Regions from separate parts of the Mus musculus genome. Here region 1 is linked to region 2. The links are chromatin contacts, called in public promoter capture Hi-C maps. All regions are on one chromosome and are shown on one strand. Each heading gives the region's core, a stretch centred on a gene start, on an enhancer-like site or on the middle of the called end of the contact. The rest is flanking DNA. Distances are from core to core; before and after follow the strand shown. Region 1 holds the start of Gstm6 (glutathione S-transferase, mu 6). Region 2 holds the start of Slc16a4 (solute carrier family 16 (monocarboxylic acid transporters), member 4).

Region 1 (7,475 bases), core at 3,953-6,452, 650 kb before region 2:
ATGTAAAAACCACATTGAATATCTGCTTTACACACTTATGACTAGTCACCGTCAGGGGAAAATGACAGATAGTGATTGTATGGAGGAATTGGAATGTTTCGCGTTGTCTCTGGGAATGGAAAATGCTACAGCTACTGTGAAAATCACTCTGTTCCTTATAAAATGAGTAATAGAATTACTAATGTATCAATTCCTTTTCTATGTGTATACTCAAAATAATGCAATAGAATTACTAATGTATCAATTCCTTTTCTATGTGTATACTCAAAATAATGCAAAGTTATCACTTGTGGTACACATATAACATATACACACATATAATATATAATTTATGTGTGCCATATATAGTGGGCTTAAATAGCTATATTGGCTTTTTGAGACATAGTTTCTCTATTTCAAGCTGGCCTGGAATTATCTAGGTAGCCCAGGCTGACTCAGACTTGTAGTCTTGCCTAAGCCTCCTGAATCCTTAGAGTTACAGGTATGTGCAACCATGGCTAGTTCAAATATGTATTTTTTAAAAAGATTTACTTTTATGTATATGTGTTGGGGTGTGTGTTTATATGCCACACGCATGCAGGTCTCTACTCATAGAGACCAGTAGAGGGCATCAGAGCCCTGGAGCCAGAAGATGTGGATTCTGGGAATTAAATGGAGGTCCCCTGGGAACAGCAAGGGCTCTGAACCACTGAGGCATCTCCCTAGCTCCTCAAATATGTATTTGTGTGTCCATGTTCAAAGAAGCATTATTCGGATGAATAATACAGAGATGCAACCTATGAACCCATTTACAAATGAATGTAAAAAGAAAACGCTGGGTAGAAACACAGAAGAATATTTTTTAGTGTTAAAGAGGAGAGCTATTTTAACCCATGATAAAACTTAGATGAAACTTGAGCCATTAAAACTGCTCAAAACAACAAACAAGCAATCCACACACACTTTACAATTTTATTCATATTAACTACTTTCCCCGTCATTCTGATAAAATACCAGCAGGACACAACTTAAGGGTGAAAAGATGTATTTCGGCTGGCATTTTGTGAAGTTCGGCTCACAGTCCTTCGGCCCCATGTGCTTAGGCAGAATATCATGATGGCCAGGACATGACAGAGGCTGTTTTCCACTTCTTGGCGGAGAAGAGGCAGACAGTGTGACACACAGGAACCATAGACCACACCTCTGCAAGGAACTGCCCCAGGTATCCCCCTCCTGCAGCTACGTCTCAGTCTCTCACACATTCTCATACCCAGTGATGGAGCCACCACCTCTACTCAAGTGTTCAGAGTACGGTCCTCCGGGAGGCATTCCGTATTCAAGCTGCAACATGTGGGGACAGCAGATATCACAGAGGCAGTGGCTTTTGGAGGCTGGAGGGAAAGACAAACTGACAAGCCTCTAGTGTCACAAAAGGGAAAGATGAGTGGGGTCAGCTGCCACCATTAATGCACTGCCACCATTAATGCTCAAGGTAATACTGCATTGACACAAGGTCAAATGTGATGCCACAAAATTTACCACAGTAAATATACCAAATAAGCAAGAAAGGAAATAGCAATAGGTGGTTTACCATTCCTATCCCCAGTTCAGATGCTCCCATTAAAGGGCAAATTATGGTAAAGCTATGTTAGATTTGAAAATTTAAGCGTGATTATAGAAGAAGGGGATTGAGAGCAACTTCATCCTTCTTTCTGTCCTGGAGAGGACAAAATAAGATGGTGACTGTAGATGAAAAAGATCCCTAAACATTGTGCTCAGAAGAGATGAAAACATCCACCCAAGGGCCTTGCCCAGAGGCAGCGTGTGTGCTGCAGACAAACCACGATTTGCTGTAGCAAGACTCCAGTGGGCTCCCTCCATTCACTGTGTTTCCTGCCTCTAGCCTGGGAAAAGGGACAGGCTTTCTTTTTAAAAAGATACCTGTTTGCATGGGAGTTGGCTCTGTCAGTCTGTCATTATTTACTGTTTATTACACTTCTTTGCCTAGTTTCCCCCTTATTTCTAGGGCCAGTGGACTGAGATTCAGCTCAAAGAATCACTGATCTAGACACATTTCATCTCATGGGGAGAGTCCAGGAGACTGACCATCTCTGGTCCATGGAGTCTTTCAGGGTCCCAGCCTCCTTCCTCCTTGTTGGGGTTTTAGGTACAGGAGGAGAAGTGGGGTGCTGAGTCTAGCTAACTGTAGGCAAGAGTTTTGTTAACCATTGGCAGGCAGGCAGCACAACACAGTGGGGTCTGACGGAGGATGCTTCAGACTCCTCTAGGGAGAGCAGTGCCTGTTCCTTTAAGATCCCCTGTGGGGGAAGTAGAGGGGAAGGGCTGCATCTCTAGGGACCAGGTCCAAGGTTGGCTGCTATCACCCAGACTAAGATAACTAGAATAAAAGGCACTATGTTATTTTGTGTTTCTGGTTTAAACAAGTGTTTGCAAAGGCTTGAGGACATTTTTGAATAAGGGCTTCTGAAAGAACAAAGGGCCTGTTAGTACACAACAGATAGGACAGTGGTCACTTGTTTTAGATGCAGTCCTCCATTTAGGGCTTTGATACTCAGAGGGGCCCTTTATCAGGGATGGGAAGACAAGCTCCCTGCCTACTCTCCTGTCCTTAGAAGAAGCTGTGTCTCAATTATGGGAAGGAGACAGACAGACAGACAGACACAGAGAGAGAATAGGCCAAGGCAGGAAGTTCCCATCATGCACACAGGACAGAGTGGCATCTGTCAAGGCCAATAGCATCCTATTGGTGACATAATCAGGCCCAAGGTCACCTGGAATGATGTCATCCTGTGCAACATTGCCCCTTACTTAGCTCAGCCTATGTGTGAGGGTCTGGGTGCAAGTTAGACGAGGGGGAAGGTCTGATCAGAGGCCTTCACTTGAACTTACCAGAGAGAAAATACTGAGTATCAGTCATTGTGTAGCCAGAAAGACATCCTGAAGTCTCTCCAGTCAGGTGCTGAGAACCTGCTTAGCCCAGCCTTTCTGCACCATCTCACGCCCCCTGTTGGACAGGGCCAGGCTGTGGCTTGTCTACACAGGCTCTGTGTCTCCCCTTCCAACTCGTCGAAGCTGCTTACAATCCAGTTTACTACACATCCTGCCTCCAGAGTGTCTCATAACACACAACTGCACTGAGTGAACACTGTTATTCAGGACCCACCAATGTCAGGATAGACTGACTTCTCCCCAGAGTGGCCCTTCACCTCCCAGAGAGCAGAATCTGTGTCTAGAACTCTCGACTGCTTGTGACCTGTGTCGTGGGCTTCATCCCAGCTGGTTCAGATCCTCTCTGTGCCTCTGGAATAAACAGGCTCAGCCAATGAGGAAGAGTAGTTCAAGATGAAAGCGGGGCATGGAACCCTTGACTTAACCTCTGCTCGCCTGTGCCTGGTCCTGCCTGTTCAGATCCATCAGCAAGTTTCTAACAGAAGCCTGTGGGCAGCCAGAGGATCTCTGCTCCACGCTGTCCTCCCTCTTTGCCTCAATCACTCCCAACTTCACAGCAATGATCAAGTGCTTACTCATTCATTCTTCTGCCCCCTCGTTGAGCTGAATTTTGACTCCCTGTCGCTGAGCCCTGGGTTATATCTCTGTGTTCCTGTGAACACACATGTACACATGTGTATGTGGAGGTTAGAGGTTGACATTTGGTGTCTTTATCAATCACTTTGTACGTAGTTTTTGAGACGGCTCTCTCACTGAACATGGAGTCTGTTGAGTCAGCCGAACTGGCCCCCAGGCAGTTCACCCTGCTGGAGCCGTATTTCTTCACCTCCCCAGCGCTGGGAAGCACCTGCCACCACGGCAAGCTTTGTCACATGGGTTGTACTGATATTTTAATACTGGTCTGGCAAATACTTATCAAGTGAGCCATTCCCATGCCCCTTCCCCTCAAGTCTGTTTTCAAACTCATTTATCACTGATGCTAAGAATCTGATTAAAGGGAACCGGGGCTCTCTGACATTGGTAGGATTTTGTCTGTGAGTTTTAACCACAGGTGCCATGATGAAGGACATTGAGCAACCCTCTTATGCCCAGATACACAAAAGCCAGGAGCTGCGGCCAGGGCTGAAATGAGTTAGATAGCTGAGAATTCGACTCTAAGGGACTTGGTCCTCTGCAGAGTCCTTCAAGGTCCTTTCCGGACAGCATTCTGTTGTCCCTTAGAATCAGGAGAGGTATCTGGTCCCTCCAGGCTACTGTGCCTTTGAGTTTGGGGTTCTGTCCATGGTGGTGGGACTCTTTCAGTTTCACAAGGCCTCTCTGTGTTTGATTCTTGGATTTGGCTCTCAAGTATGGCCAAAGTGCCTATTAATTTATATAGTCACTACCTTGATGACCCTGTAGAATACCTCCTATAGGCTCATACAGTTGGGTGCTTGGTCCTCAGTTGGTGAAACTGCTTGGGAAGGATTAGGAGGTGTGGCCTTGCTGGAGGAGGTGTGTCACTGGGGTAGGCTTTGAGATTTCAAAAACATACGCAATTCCCAGTTACCTCTCCTACCTCCCTCCCTCCTTCCCTCCCTCCATCCCTCCCTCCTTCTCTCTCTCCCCTGCCTCCTGCTTGTGAGTCAGATAGATGCGAGCTCTCAGCTACTGCTCTAGCCCCATGCCTGCCTGCTCCCCTGCTACTGTGTTCCTCACCATGATGGCCATGCAAGCTGCCTTGATCATGGTGTTTGTCACAGCAATAAGAAAGGAATTGAGACAGCCTCAGATCCCCCAAGAGAAATACAGAGACTGCTTGCTTTTCTGTTTGGCCCTGTCCTGGGTCATTCCCATTTCACTGCTCCTGTACCTCCAGGTTGTATGGACAATGAAGTCTGGAGTTTGTCAGACTGGCAGAACCCTTGTTTCCAGCATGAGTACAAGAACAGACTCTCAGGTTGAAGCAATGCCTTTTTATGCATATGTTGAGATCTGAGCCCAGATTCCCAGAGTCTAGGTGTGAAAAACTGATCTACCAGGAAAGGAGATGGGCAGAACAGGTCCTAGCTGGCCTGTCTCCAGGGATACTGCCAACTTCCTGAGAATCCAGCAGGGGGCAGATGGAAGCAGGCCTGCCAATCAATCACTGCCTTCGGTATCTGAAAGCTCAGACCCGCCTTCGGATGATAGCTCCTGGAATTAGATTGGCTTTTACTTGTTACAGTGGGTTGGGCTTTATGGTTCCACGGTTGGTTCCTTTGGGGAGGGGCAGAGCAGCTCCGGACCTGTTCTCAGACTCATCAGCTGAGCATTACAGAGTCTTTCCCGACCAGTGACTGACTGCACAGTCTTCGAGGCTGGAATAGCAATCATGCCCGTGACTCTGGGTTATTGGGATATCCGTGGAGTGAGTGGGAGGTTGGGCTGCTAGGCGGGAAGGGCCCAGGGTCAGAACACAAAGCGGGACTACAGGCTTGGTTCCACGAAGAAGATTCCCATCGGGTTTTCCTTGACCCCCCCTCCCCCTCTCTGTCAGAGCCACACCCCCCAGTCCAAACTCTGTCCCTGCCTTTCTCCCTCTCCCCCGCCTCCCTTCCTCTCTTCTTAGTGAAAGGTGTAAAGGCGTCCCTAGAGGTGGTGAAGGATTTCACTAACGGACTTATGTTACCCACTATCTCTCACAGCTGGGTCACGCCATCCGCCTGCTCCTGGAATACACAGAAACAGGCTATGAAGAGAAGAGATACGCCATGGGGGACGGTAATGACATTCTTCTGGTCACACTCTTCCCCAACTTCTGTCCACTGGTGCCCAGCAGCTTCTATCTATCTCTCTGTTTCTTAGCTTTGTGGATCTCCTTCAGGCAAACCCAGAGCTTATCCCTTCCAGAAACTTCCTTGAGGGTGCAGCTTTGGTTGTCAATATAGAATCATGGTTGTAACATGCTGGCCCTATTCTGACTGTAATTGGGTGAGGTTTGCCCACTACAGGCACTGCAGGCCTAGTGCTTTTGTAAGCCTTAGTTAGTCATTGAAAGGCCTATAGCCATTCAATAGCTCCTGGGCTTGGATTGGCTTTTACTCACTACATAGCTGTGCTATTCAAGTGTGCAGCTTTGGTTGGAAAGACTTACTGGGTCAGACTGCATATTCCTTGCACAAGGGGTCCTGCCTTTGACTTCTTGTGAAGGGGGCTTAGACGTCGTGACGTCCTTTTCACATCCTCTTGTCCACCACAGCTCCTGACTATGACAGAAGCCAGTGGCTGAATGACAAGTTCAAGCTGGACCTGGACTTTCCCAATGTAGGTGCTGTGAAGGGGAAGTTTGGGGAAGACATGGTGATCTCACCTCATCTCCTGGCCTGGCTGAGGGTTTAGGATCAGTGTTTCTGCTCTCCTGCTCCATCCCTGCTGGCTGCACAGTGTTCTGTGATGGGCTGTGTCCCAGCTCTCTCATTCAGTGCACACTGTGCCCATGGAGGGCTTCCCACGGCAGGCACACTGAGTGCCAGGCCCTGTGTCTTCTCTCACCCAGGGAAGGGATGGAGGGACCTCATATCCCATCTGACCTTCCCTGCTTGTCCATCCAGCTGCCCTACTTAATTGATGGGTCACACAAGGTCACCCAGAGCAATGCCATCCTGCGCTACCTTGGCCGGAAGCACAACCTGTGTGAGTGGGGCTGGCTGCAGGGTGGGGGACCATGGCCACCTACCCTGGTCTTGGCAAGGGTGGGCTGCTGAGAGTGAGTCTGGGCTGTGTGTGCTGCAGGTGGAGAGACAGAGGAGGAGAGGATCCGTGTGGACATTTTGGAGAAACAGGTCATGGACACTCGAATTCAGATGGGCATGCTTTGCTACAGCGCTGACTTTGTGAGTCTGCACTGTGTGGTATAGACAGGGTTTGCAGCAGGAGTCAAGGAAGGGCCTGTGTTCAGTTCCATGCATGTCCTCTTTGGAATGTGAACCCACCCATACTGATTTATCAAGCTCTCCTATCCAGCCAACAGTTCTTGCCCCACCCCCATTTTGTTAACAAGTACAACATACCGTTTCCAAGAAGTTTTGCGGTATTGTTATGATACCAAGGGCTGCAAATTCATTTCCTACACAGCAAATTCATATGTTCAATTCTTTTCAACTTTGACCTTGACCACTGCCATGAGCCACCTTGTCCCTGGGGTTCACAGATGAAAACCAGAGGGGAAAAAGGTCATGGGTATTTAGAAATCTACCCAACAGATTTCTCAGAGCTGAGTTCTTAGTGGTAGCAAAACTCGGGGCCTCTTGCTGGAGCTCACGGTCAGCTAGAGAACCACTGTCTCTTTCAACACCCTATGCTGTTCAACTGATTCTATTCTTTGAGATCCCTCTTTGAAATCACGTAGTCTCTTCTCTTGAGATTGTTAAATACTTGGCTTTCCTTCTTCCACTGGACTGTTCTGTTCAGAACCTGTCTGGAAGGCACTACCCTGGAAGGCAGTGCTGAGCTAGACATCAGTCATGACAGATTCAGGGACAGATTGGCATTTCCATTCCAGGCAC
Region 2 (7,044 bases), core at 3,448-5,947:
TTTATTTCCAGTCCTCTGTAAGGTTATCTTAGCTTATTTGCTTATCCTGACCTTCATAGATAAGTTTCTTCAAAGTCTGCTCTGTCTTCTTCCTCTAATTGAAGTATTCCACTGAAAACCTAAGTGCTCTGACCAAAATTCTCAAAGACTTCCTTGTTGCTAAGTCAGATTGTTGCCATTTCTATCATGTGGCCTCAGCAGTGGCCGTACATCATTGTTCCTGATAATTCCTAAACATCTGCCTACTCCTCTGCTCTTGTTTCCTCTGTGGATGATTCCATTCGTCCCTACAATGATCTCCCCCAATTTTGTCCTATCCCTTTAGCTTTAAAGTTAAACTGTGTATATTAGAGACACAGGTTGCTATATACTTCAGGTGCACAAAGACTATAGCAAACACGTTCTTGGTTGTAAGTTCCTTAGACTTTGTCCAAGATTACACCATTCAAACTGTTCAGAATTTTTCCTTCTGTTCCTTTAACTCTAGTGACCATCATTCAAAACTTATCAAAGTACATAAACTAATGATTCTGGACTCTGATTCCCTGCTCTCATATTCCTCTGCACACCTTAGTGGTCTGTCCTCCCAAAATGCTCAGATCTGCATTTTCACTTACTTCTGGATACTGGGTTAAATCTAGGGCCCGTTTTCTTGCCTGTATTGCAGCTTGTCCAATGGATACCCAGTGTCCAGGTCCATTTGAAGTACTTTTCCAGTTACCTTGCCTCACTAAAACTACATAACCTCAGAACAACCAATTGTCTTAATCTCTCTGTTGTCTTTCCGAGATTATTTCACAGTGCAGCCCCAACTGACTTTGAACTTGAGTTCCTCCTGCCATCACCTCCCAGTTGCTGCAATTACAGGTGGATCACACGTAACTGTGCCAGCACACGTGGTTCTTAACATGTTTTCAGTAGCCTCTCTCCACCTCTGACTTCATCCATCCTCTTGGCTGCTGCTTATAAATGTGTCTATAAATTAGTCCTCCCCACCCCCGTCAAAAAAAAAGAAGGTATTTAATGAGTGGCTACTGTGTCTCAGGCTGTATATTCAGAGTAGGCATACAATAGTGAACGCAACACTGATGAACAGTATAAATGTGGTTCCCTAACCGCACTGAACAGTTTGGTAAGATATACTGTGATGGTTTGAATATTCATGGCCCAGGGAATGGGGGTGTGGCCTTGTTGGAGTAGGTGTGGGTTGTTTAAGGAAGTGTGTCATTATGGGTGTGGGCTTTAAGACCCTCATCCTAGCTCCCTGGATGCCAGTCTTTTCCTAGCAGCCTTCAGATGAAGATGTAGAACTCTCAGCTCTTCCTGCACCATACCTGCCTGGACACTTCTATGCTCCTGCCTTGAAGATACTGGAGTGAACCTCTGAACCTGTAAGCCAGCCCCAATTAAATGTTGTCCTTACAAAAGTTGCTTTGATTATAATGTCTGTTCTCAGCCATACAACCCTAACTAAGACACATACTAAGCCCAGAAACAGTTATATATATAAAGTATGGTGAGTTACAGTGTAACTGCTTTTGTGGAGGAGCTCACAAAGCATACTGAGAAGTTTTTCACTTTTGAGGGAGCTTAAATCTTACGGAAAAGCACACTTGTAATTTACATGGAAATAAATGCATTGCCCTGTTAGGATGTATATTATCCCTATGAGCAGTGAGCTGAGTTCATTGCTAACAGTTTGGTATATTTATGTGCTCCAATAACCATCATCATGTTGCCCAAGTAACATTATTAACCTGATTATTAGCTACTTTTAATTAGCAGTAACTAATCAAATAACTTGTTATCCATTGAAAATAATGCATAAAAGGGTGGGAGAACCAGACTCCAACACCAACAGCATACACCATTTGAGAGGAGGCCCAACCAGGCAGGGCTCTCGGGCTTAAGGCATCTTTAGCTTCCCTATTATTAATGTTTCTATGGAAGGGGAGAAGAAATTCTGTTCTTCAGTAATGAAGCCAGAATTCAACAAATTGTGCTTTATTTGGTAAGTTTTATAATACACAGGTCTAGCTTAGGACCTCTACCCTCCATCCCTCTTTTCTATCATTAGGGAGGAGTAAAGCATTATGTTTTCCCACCTTCAATTTCATACTGATGTTGTCACTCATCTGGACTTGTGTTCCTATCATGTGGGCTGCTTACTGTAAATCCAAGCAGGGCAGGAATGTCAAGAAGAAAGAAGTGTCTTTGTGAGTGTGTCTCAAAATTAAGAAAATGATCTAGGGGTGCTTAAGAGTTATAGGGCTGGGACCACTATGCACAGGGTTATTTGTGGCGCAGCTATGATGGGATCCACCAGTGTTCTAGAACAGACATGCGGGTAATGTACATCACTACTTTTTTTAGATAGCAACTCCAACAGTGTCTCGGAGGCGAGGGTAAGAAGTCTTTCCTTACAATACATGTCAGATACAGAGTATAATTCGAGTTTAAGTTATGGGGGGGGCAGCAGACTGAACTATCCTCAACCCCTACTAATGAAGGGGACTGCCGTGGCTGGCTTTCTATTGCTATGATGAAATACTTGGGAAGGAAAGGGTTCCTTTCAGCTTACAGGCTATAGACCATAACGAAGTCAGAGCAAGATCTGAAGCAGAAGCTATGGAGGAATACTGCTTACTGGCTTGTTTTCCCTGACTTGCTCAGTTTGTTTTCCTAAACAACACAGGACCACCTGTCCTGGGGTGCCAGTGAACTAGGCTCTCCAAACCTATCATTCACCAAGAAAATGTCCTCACAAACTTGCCTACAGGCCAGCCCAATGGAAGCAGTTTCTCAGTTGACATTCCCACTTTCCAGATGCATACAGGTTTGTGTCAAGTAGCTAAAAACAGCATGAGTGGTCTGAAGTATTGTGTACATGTTAGGCTGAGTGGGTGGGCACTTAGTTTCAAGATAAAATCTTAACATGTATGACTGGCTAGTCTTGAACTATCAGCAATCATCTTGCCTCCCTTGCATCCCTTCAACCCTGCCCAGTGCTGGAGTTCTAAGCATCTCCCACACCTGGCAGAGCTGAGTACTTTCTAGGAATGACCTGTGCTAGCTCTTACTTAGTCGAAAATACGATGTCCCCAAATCCCAGTTGCCATTCTGCCAAAGTAGAACTGCCAGCCATGCCTGGAGCATTCTCTGATTGAGAGATGATGAAGAGGCAGCGGAGAGGCCTGGATGGGAAGGCTTCTCCTTTCTCTCAGGGGAACAAACAGCTCAGCTTCTGGGTTCAGCCAAGGTGGCCTCTGATCTTAGCAGTTTGGGCAAGTTCCTGGCTTCCTGTCTACTCAAATCTCAAGATTCCTTCATCGATCTTGTTAGACTGCTTTGAGCTTTTCTTCGTACAGTTCAGCACTTGGAAAGGGGAAAGAAACACTTACCAGGAAAAAATGAAGCACGACCATCCACCCCCATCCTCCATCAAGGGGTTTGGTGTAAGGGGAGGGCGTTTTTTCCTTCTTCACCATGATGCTTCCTGTAGGCTACATGCGGAGATCACTGGAACAGATGCAAAACAGTTGATTCAGTAGTCAAGAAAGTAATCTAACTGTAAGTGGGATATTTTGTTTGTCTTTTTGGTTGGTTTTAAGACCTGCTTTGTGGCTCCACCTGGCCTAGAACTTGTGGCTGTCCTTCCTTTACTTCCTGAAGGCTGCGATTATAGGTGTGCATGTTAAACTATTAAATTTTATTTTGTTCCATGGTATGAAACTTTTCACTTTTCCGTTCCCCCTTAGTTACGTGAAGTCTGCCTGATGTTAATAACCTCGAGTCCCTGATGGGAATGGCCACTCTACTTGTGCTCAGGATCTCCATCAGCTGTAAGCCAGTTTTAGAGGAAGCCATGTGTTACCCATCCATTCCTGTGAACCAGCCCTTGAATCTAAAGAAAAGTTAAATGGGAGGGGGCTCTTGGGTTTAGACAGCCCCTTTTTATGGAGCTTAGGTATTTTAAAGAACTAGATAGCCCAACAAAGTAACTTATCTCTTTAGAGGATACTAGATCAGAAAAACAAATTGGGAAGCCCACTTAGGAAATATGAGTGATTTGAAATAGAGGGTACTAAATAGGTTAAATATTTTGGTTGTGGTGGTGAACTTATGATTCTGCAGGAGACTAGTCTCCACCTTAGGAGAGAGATGCTAAGCATTCAAGATTAGAATGTCATAGTGTGCTAACTTCAGACAGAGTTGAGTAAATAAATACCCACATATTGAGAAAGAACGTGTTCTGAGGAATGGATGTTATCCTCATCTGTCCTTGTGAAAGCAGCCAGGTGTGTATGCGACGCATGTGTGTGTGTTTAGTGTCTAAAAAAGTAAGGTCTGTTAGATTAGACAGAAAGATGCCAGTTGTGAGATGTGTGTGTGTGTGTGTGTGTGTAGGGGGAGAGATTTCTATTAGATAATTCTAGACAGAGAGATTCTAGTCATTCCAGGTCCCTGAGAAGACCAACCCATCACCCAATTTCAATTCCACTTCACCTTACCTTTAAGCAAATGAATCCTCTAGAGACAAGAAAATTTCAGGTGAAAAATTATTTTCCCTAAAACGTTACTCTCTTTCTAAGGCTTCCCATTCCGCTGCTTGGTGGAAACAACCAGGCACTGTAGTCAAGCGGGGGCAGCGCTGAGGTTTAGCAGCTCCTGCCTGTGGACTTTACTTCCTGAGGGAGGAGGAGGAAAGGCTGTAACTTGAGAACAACTCAGGCCAGCCTTCCAGCCAGCCCACAAGGTACACTTTTTTCACCTCCGGCCAAAAGCCATTGGGTAAACCAAGGAGAAAATCTTCTCAAGTCTGGGATGGGGGATGGGACTCCAGATTTTTGAAAGTTGTCCAAAGTTCCTCAGGGAGGCTGAGACTAGTTTATAAAAGAAGCATAAAAGTCTTCCAGAGACGGGGGAGCTCTTTCTGGACCACAAATGGCAGTGCTGGAGCTGAAGATAGTGCTCCATGCTAGATAGTGCTCCATGATAGAGTGCCTGCTTAACGTGGGTACCTGGGTTTAGTCCATCTTAGCAAACCCACTGCAGTCCTTAGTAAATCCAGGCTGCTCTGTGCCCCTTTGTGCCCTCTGACTCAGTAGTATGATTAATTTGGGGTTTCAGGCCCCATTTTAATCGCTTTTTTGAACCCGATTACTTTAACTTTCCATGAAGATATATACTTACAGTAATTTTAATGAAACTTTTTCTTACTGAATTTTGGGAATAATTAAGGCTGAGTCCTAGAAAATTACCCGAATAATTCAACATTCCAGTCCAATTTCCTTCCTTAGCTCCACCTTCCACATTAAAAAAAAAAAAAGTCAACAAAATAGTGCCTTTGATCTCCTACACCAACATTCCAGGTTTTAATCCAGAGTGTATTTTAAGCCCAAGTATGGTTTCTTTGTTTGATCTGGAAATCTGCACCTTTGTTCTGTTTTTTAAACATGGGCTTCTCATCCTCTTAAAGCCCATCTCTAATTTTTCTTATTAAAATTCTTAAAGAAGGATGGCTTAGTTTGGGAGAACGCTCCGTGAACGCAACCATGGAAACATGATGCAGATATGGGTGTTGGTGGGAAAGATCAAAGAAACAGTCAGCAGAAGGCAAAACACAGAGGAAGAGATAATTATATACTCCAGAAATGTTTTTAGTGACCATCCATGGGACTGTTTTCAAGGTCTTTGGTGGCAGGATTGATACTCTTGAAACGTTGAGGGCTAGTGAGTAATGCTGGTTTGGATAGAAGCTCAACGTTGCATTTTAAGTCTTGAAATCCTGAACAAGCTAACCTCTTTGAATTTGTTTCGAAAGCTATAAAATGTTATTAATACTATTTTACAAGATTGTTTAGGATCAAGAATATTTCTTACTGCAGTGTATGGTAGCTCGCACTTACAGTCTCAGCATACAATGCAGAAGTAAGGAGGATTGCTGAGTTTGAGCAAATTGGGGTTAAAGTCAGACCCTGCCAGGCCGGGGGTAGTGGCACACGCCTTTAATCCTAGCACTCAGGAGGCAGAGGCAGGTGAATTTCTGAGTTCGAGGCCAGCCTGGTCTACAGAGTGAGTTCCAGGACAGTCAAGGCTACACAGAGAAACCCTGTCTTGAAAAACCAAAAAAAAAAAAAAAAAAAAAAGTCAGACACTGCCCCCACTCCCACTCCCTCCCCCCAAAAAAGAAAAAACTGTGATGCATTCTTGTTAATAAGAGGAAAGACTTGTTAAGCTATCTGGGATACTAGTTAATATTTCAGCATCTGTAACTACTGATTCAATGTTGCATTTACGGGGTCTTTAAACATATGAATATCTCAGCCTATAACCGTTTTTAGCTTCTGTCCCTAAAGCTATTTGGTAAGAATTTACTATTATTTCTCTTTTTAAAAAAGATATTTATTTTTATTTATGTGAGTACACTGTAACTGTCTTCAGACACACCAGAAGAGGGCATCAGATCCCGTTACAGATGGTTGTGAGCTCCATTTGGATGCTGGGAATTGAACTCAGGACCTCTGGAAGAGCAGTCAGTGCTCTCAACTGCTGAGCCATCTCTCCAGCCCCTCCCCCTCATAACTTTTTTATTTTTTGGTTTTTCGAGACAGGGTTTCTCTGTGTAGCTCTGGCTGTCCTGGAACTCACTCTGTAGACCAAGCTGGCCTCGAACTCAGAAATCTGCCTGCCTCTGCCTCCCAAGTGCTGGGATCAAAGGCGTGCGCCACCACGCCCGGCTCCCCCCATAACTTCTTATTACCATTGTTCTGCTGTCTGATAACTTATGAATACTCTTCAGCCCTTGGGACTCAGAGTTTAGCACAACACTACTAGGTTAGGAAAGTCACCCAGCTGAACCTTTCCTTGTCCTGGTTGAGTCCTTAGTTGTAAAAAGTTGGCTCCCAGCTGGGCAGCACACAGGAAGCAGAGGCAGGTGGATCTTTGAGTTTGAGGCCAGCCTGGACTACACAGTGAATTCCAGGATACCCAGGGTTACACAGAGAAACACTGTCTCTAGAAACTAACAAACAAAAGGTCGGC

Evidence for each region. Capture Hi-C pulls out chosen DNA fragments and counts their contacts.
Region 1: a contact with region 2 is called in a promoter capture Hi-C map of adipose tissue. The contact joins the promoter of Gstm6 here to the promoter of Slc16a4 in region 2.

The regions. Positions count from the first base shown.
Region 1 is chr3:107,941,461-107,948,935 of GRCm38.p6, reverse strand. Gstm6 (glutathione S-transferase, mu 6) reads left to right here and starts at 5,202. Exons shown (of 8, transcript NM_008184.4): 1 at 5,202-5,338; 2 at 5,616-5,691; 3 at 6,170-6,234; 4 at 6,522-6,603; 5 at 6,703-6,803. The coding sequence starts at 5,303.
Region 2 is chr3:107,288,883-107,295,926 of GRCm38.p6, reverse strand. It overlaps Slc16a4 (solute carrier family 16 (monocarboxylic acid transporters), member 4), which reads right to left and starts at 4,697. Exons shown (of 9, transcript NM_146136.2): 1 at 4,512-4,697; 2 at 3,402-3,519. The coding sequence starts at 3,488.